2 separate regions of the Sus scrofa genome follow, and region 2 is linked to region 1. Evidence: chromatin contacts called from public HiChIP or PLAC-seq data. All regions are on one chromosome and are shown on one strand. The core of a region is the stretch at or near the end of the contact, and the rest is flanking DNA. Distances in the headings are between cores, read along the strand shown.

The links. HiChIP or PLAC-seq counts read pairs in DNA pulled down with a chosen protein or histone mark.
Region 2: an H3K27ac HiChIP or PLAC-seq map of skeletal muscle shows a contact between it and region 1. The contact joins the promoter of RRP7A here to the promoter of POLDIP3 in region 1. A contact is called at or near these places in 1 of 5 promoter capture datasets (liver), 1 of 47 Hi-C or Micro-C datasets (embryonic fibroblasts) and 2 of 2 datasets of contacts at active chromatin or transcription factors (alveolar macrophages and skeletal muscle).

Annotation. Positions count from the first base shown.
Region 1 is chr5:6,173,042-6,176,055 of Sscrofa11.1, forward strand. It overlaps POLDIP3 (polymerase delta-interacting protein 3), which reads left to right and starts at 1,402. Exons shown (of 9, transcript XM_021091426.1): 1 at 1,402-1,576. The coding sequence starts at 1,518.
Region 2 is chr5:6,206,877-6,209,890 of Sscrofa11.1, forward strand. RRP7A (ribosomal RNA-processing protein 7 homolog A) reads left to right here and starts at 1,619. Exons shown (of 8, transcript XM_021091431.1): 1 at 1,619-1,750. The coding sequence starts at 1,678.

The DNA of each region.
Region 1 (3,014 bases), core at 152-2,651:
CTGGCGTATTGGCAGCGTTGGGAGGACCAGAGGGCTGTCCCGCCCCAGTCCCCGCCTTCACGTGGCTGGATATGTTGTCCAGACAACCAAACACACCCCACAAAGCTCCGAAATGCCCCTGGCAAAGGGCCGCCCCACTGACAATCAGAGAATTAAATGATAGCAGCTAACCACCCTACGATTGCAGTAGTTTAAGAAAAAATTTTAACTGACTTCTCTATACTTCATTTATTTCGTGTGAAGGCGTGATAGGCCTTAACTTCTGCAGCGCCCTGGTCCCTCCTGGTTCCTCCCGCCAGGCACTGGGTCTTGGCCTCTGCACCTCTAGGAGGGAGCACTCAAGGGTCCTACTTTACTGCTGAGACAAGGAGGACCAGCCCGCGCCCGGTCACGGCTGCGCAGGGGGACCTGGATTCCCCTCCTCAGGCGGGGGCCCAATCCCAGACCCTCCGCCCTTACCAGCTCATTTCTCCACGGCCTTTCTGATGCCAGATTTTTCATCATGGTGGGATAGTCTGTCAAGAGCACGTTGGACTTAGTAAATAACAGCAGTAGTAACTCACTGGGCACGAAGTCCATGCTTGGCACCGTTCTAAAGGGGTTGCACGTATTTTTTTATTGACTCCACAAAGACATACTGAACACCTACCTCATGCCGGGGTCAGAAGTGGAGGCTGCGATTGCATCAAGGAAAAGGCAATTCCACGTGGCGAGCACCTCATTTAATCCTCGCAACCGCCTGTTACTTGCCCGACTTTCCAGATCAGGAAAAACGAGGCACAGAAAGGTGACGCGATTTGCTTCTGAAGACCGCAGAGCCTAAAAGTGTCTACAGTTTCCGCCCTACTTGCCATTTTTTTTTTTCAACCCCAACAAAGCAAAAAACGAATCAGTTCCGAGTTCAGGAAATCTAATAACACACAACTACTTAATCCTCCATGTTCGTCAAAGTTGGTCTGCTTTTCAAGTGTAAAGGGGGACGGGCAGATCGCAACTCCCAGGCATCCCGCAAAGTAGGCGGGTCACCTTAGGGGCGACCTTTACCCGCTCAAAAATTCGTCTCACATTAGCAGTGAGGACTCGGGCGTCACCCCGAATCGTTATTTTCCTTACTCATAAGTTTAAGGCATAAAAATGTAAACGTCCATACTTCCTAGGTAAGGAATCCCATTCTCATTAGCCATACGGTGAATATAAAAGTTGACCGTTAAACCGAGAACTTCATCCCGCTGACGTTTGTCTTACTCATTTAGTTTTTCATATCTCCTTGTATTTTATTTGGTCCTCGGAGAGGGTAGGAAACGACAGGGATACGACCCCCCGTATGCAAATCAGAAGCTGGCCTCGCAAAGGCTCACGGGGAGAGGCCCGCCTCTTCCGGCCCCTGCTCGGCCTAATCTGTCGCGAGAGTTCGTCAGCCGAACGCCGGAAGCCGCTAGTTGCTCCACAGCGGCCGAAGGGGCGGGCTCGGGGGCCGAGGGACCCTGAGGTGCTCGCGGCCTGCTCGGCGGTGCAAGATGGCGGACATCTCCCTGGACGAGCTCATCCGGAAGCGCGGGGCTGCTGCGAAGGGGCGGTGAGTAGCCTTTTCTCCTTTCGGGTTTCAGGGCCTGAGTCCTCGCGGGGTTCGCGCTGAAGAGGGAGCGGCCCGGGCGCGACGCGGAGGGCCGTCTGCGCCCGCCCCCTGCCGCAGCCCCGCTCCTCATTGGCCGCGCCGCCGCCGCCGCCGCCGCGGGCCCGGCCGCCAGGCCGCCCACTGGCTGGAGGTGCCGTCGCTCCCGCGGGCCAAGGGAGGCCGGAGGGGCCGCAGCCGCCGAGGGGCCGCGCTGCGGGGCTGGTGGGAGCGGCGCGGGGGGCGGAGGGACGGGCCGTCCCCCGCGGCCCGGGATTCCCGGGGTCGCCCCGGCGCAGCCCCTCCTCTGAGGAGACCGGCGCTGCTCCGCGATCCCAGCGCGGCCTTGAAGTTAGGACGACCGAAGTTTGGCGGGGCAGTGGCTTGCTCGGGCTCTGCCGGTCTCTACTGCCGAAGCCGAGCCCCAGCCCCAGAGCTGGTCCAGGTTTCCAAGTCCTGCGCCGGCTTCGCGTCTGTTTACACCGCCCCCCCCCTCCCGGGAGCGGTATTTCCGAGTCTGAGCGCTCTCGGGCCCACACGGTCTCATTAGCTCCTCTGGCCGTCCTGTCGGCCAGCCTTTCGTGCTTTCCCCGTTCTGCAGACAGGGCGCTGGAGGCTGGGAGAGGTGGAGTGACTGCCCCGAAGTCCCGGAGGGCTGAGACCGGGACTGAAGGCGCGTTCTGAGCTGGCCGAGGTGGCCTCAGGCTTGGGCAGAAAATCAAGGGAGATGGGGCTGGAGGGTAGCTGTTTGCTGATGGTGCTCAGAAAAGGCGGTTCTGTATCTGGGTGGCGAGCCCCGGAGACGACGTGCAGCTCTGAGACCGCCCTCCTCTAGACCCTCGAGTACGGTTCGTCGTTTCCAGCCTGTAAGAACTCCAGTTCACCCGTATGGAAAAGTGGGAGCTTTGGCCCAGAGTTTTCCAGCACACGGAAAATTAGCTCGGATGTCCTTGTAAACGGCCAGGCTGTTCCATACTGTTTTCTCAGACAGTCATTCACTCAGTAGATGTTTATGAAAAGTGCCTGTGACCAGAAAATAGAGTCTCTGCCTTACTATCCCCCGACCCTCAACACATACATCCATCCACTACGTTTGCCCCCCAGCCCCACACAGTTCACCAGCCAGCATTTCATCTGGCTTCTGGTTCATAATAGGCACACAGCATTAATTTCCTCTCCCATTATCGGTGAGTAGTTCTTCCCTAGGTCTGCCAAGAACTGGTGTGGACTTGGGGCTGGTCCTCTGGCCATTTCCAGACCCATCCAGGTTTCACAGGTTTGCTGGACAGATGCTGAAGGAGCCAGCTTCAGGACAGGTGCTTCCTGCAGTCACTGCAGGCGGTCTGTACTTTGGTGTCGATGCGTGCAGAGTCTGTGTTGGCCGTAGGGTAGGAATGCAGGA
Region 2 (3,014 bases), core at 369-2,868, 34 kb after region 1:
CAAAAGGGAATTCCTCTCTTAGCTTTTAATAGCATCTCTACATCAGCAGTTCCCACGTGTATTTCCCCAGGTCAGACCTCCCCGTCTCAACATGGTCCACAGTGAAGTCTGGATCTACCCACCCTTTCCTGCTCCAAGCCCATCTTTCCTACATTCTTCCCATCTCAACAAATGACACCATTCTTCTGGCTGTTCAGATATCGAAACCTGGCAGGAGTCCTGTATTTCTCTTTTTTCTCACACTGCATCTCTCACTAAATCCTATTGGAATGATTCAAAGCATACCCAGAATCCGACCACTTCTCATCACCTCCACTGCCACTTCCCTGGTGACCAAGCCATCTTCTTTCCTCTAGATTATTGCGATGGTGTCCTAAGAAATCCTGCTGCTACCCTGGCCATTCCACGGTCTAATTGCAACTCAGCAGCTAAAGCGACTGTTTACACATCACTCCTCTCTCAAGATCCCGCAGCGGTCCCCCATCACACTCACTAGCAATTAAAGTGCTTCTGGGAGTTCCCGTCGTGGCTCAGCGGTTAACGAACCTGACTAGTATTCGTGAGGAGGCGGCTTCCATCCCTGGCCTCGCTCAGTGGATTAAGGATCCAGCGTTCCGTGAGCTGTGGTGTAGGTCACAGATGTGGCTCAGATTCTGCATTGCTGTAGCTGTGGTGTAGGCCGGCAGCTGTAGCTCCAATTCGACCCCTAGCCTGAGAACCTCCATATGCCTCGGTGCAGCCCTAAAAAGACAAAAAATAAAAATAAAGTGCTTCTGGGGGTCTACCCGATCCTCTCTGAGCTTGGCCCACTGTGCTTCCTTCCTGATTCTACCGTGACAGGTAGGCTCCAGTGGTTCTTGCCAGTTCCTTCTGCCCAGGACTCTCTCCAATGAACACCTTGCTCCCTCACCTTCCTCAGTAGCCGCTCAAATGTCGCTTCAGTGAGGTCATCACCTTGTTTTTTGTTCGTTTGTTTTTTGGGCATATGGAAGTTCGCTGGCCAGGGATAGAATCCCAGCGGCACCACTGGGTCCATAACCCACAGCTCCACAGCAGGAACTCCCCTCCTCTAATTTAAAATTACAGCGCTTCTCTTTACCGCACTCCCCATTCCACCTTCGGTTTTCTCTTCAGCACTTTGCATGACACCAGGTACTTTATAGTTTACTTCTTCATGTGTTTATAGTTTCTTTAGAATGTAAACTCTGAGAAGGCTGTTTTTTGGTTTTGGTTTTGGTTTTGAAAGATTTGGGGGTTTTTTGGTTGTGCCTGCTCCCCAGCCAGGAATTGAACCTGAGTCACAGCAGGGATGATGCCGTAACCTTAACTCGCTGAGCCACCAGGGAACTCCCCCGAGTGCATTCACTGTTATTTGTGGAATGGATGAAAGAGTAAATGAAAGTTGAGATCGCACCTTTGAACGGCCCTGGTCTACGCCATTTACTCCCACATTCACGCGCTCACTTTTTCCCAAGCAAATGAAGGTTGGGTCCTGCGAGCACAACCGGCACAACCAGAGGGAGCTGGGACATTGGGGCGGCGTGGGATAGAGGTTTGCACGAGAGGAGGGCCTGAATGGAGAGGGCGGGGCCCCACGCGGCGCCGTCGTCTTGGAAACGGTCCCTCCCACCGCCGAACTACAACTCCCAGGGGCCTCCGCGGCTTCCGGTCGACAAGATGGTGGCCCGCAGGAGGAAGCGTGCAGCGCGGGACCCTGAGAAGGGGCTTCTGAGCCCGCCCGGCTACTCAGGTGAGGGGCTGCGGGACGCGGGGCCAGGGGATGGCTAGGCTTCGCCGGGAAGAGGCCTGGGGTCGGCAGTGGCTCGCGGCCCCCAGGAGCAGCCGCACGTAAAGGCCCGAAAGGTCGTGAGGCCGCGGCCCCACAAGACCCACGCGGCGCTCTGTTCTCGGCTGGCTCCACTCGCCCGAGATCAGTCTGGTGTGGTTAACGCTTCCCTTAAGTGAATCTACCTCTGTCCACACTCTCACAGGGCGAACCTGTGTCTGTCTACACTCTGCTCCTGAGGTGCGCGACTTCCACTTACCTGCACCTCTTTGCAGTTCCTAGTCCCCTTCGGCTCTCACCTGGGCCAGTATGTGTTTCTGTCCTTGTGCCTGCCTTCTCTTTTTCACCCGGGAACCAGAATGTTCTTTTTTTTTTTTTTTTTTCTTTGCATTTCTTGGCTGCTCCGAGCATATGGAGGTTCCAGGCTAGGGTCGAATCGGAGCTGTAGCTGCCAGCCTACGCCAGAGCCACAGCAACGCAGGATCCGAGCTGCGTCTGCAACCTACACCACAGCTCACGGCAACGGTTAAACCCACTGAGCAAGGGCAGGGACTGAACCCGCAACCTCATGGTTCCTAGTCGGATTCGTTAACCACTGTGCCACGACGGGAACTCCAGAATGTTCTTTTTAAAGTCAGATTTTTTTTTCCCTTCTGGGCCGAGCATGCAGCATGTGGAAGTTCCTAGGCCAGGGATCGAACCCGCGCCCCCGCGCCGCGGCAGTGACACACGGATCCTTAACCCGCTGTGCCACAAGGGAATTCCCTTAAAGTAAGATTTAAATCAGATCTACATCAGAGCTTGCCTCGCAAACTATGCCCCCCATGCTCACTGAACTCCCTCCAGTGGCTAAAGTTAGTACCTAAAACAAAATCCACACCTCACATCATTGACCTGTGTGGCTGGCCCCCTCATATTCTGGCACCTGCTAACCTACAGCTCTTTCTGCCTTCTTTTTTTTTTTTTTTTTTTTTTTTTTTTTGTCTTTTGTCTTTTTTGTTGTTGCTATTTCTTGGCCACTCCACGGCATATGGAGTTCCAGGCTAGGGTCCAATCGGAGCTGTAGCCACCGCCTACACCAGAGCCACAGCAACCGGATCCGAGCCGCATCTGCAACCTACACACAGCTCACGCAACGCCGGATCGTTAACCCACTCAGCAAGGGCAGGGACCGAACCCGCCACCTCATGGCTCCTAGTCGGATTCGTTAACCACTGCGCCACGATGG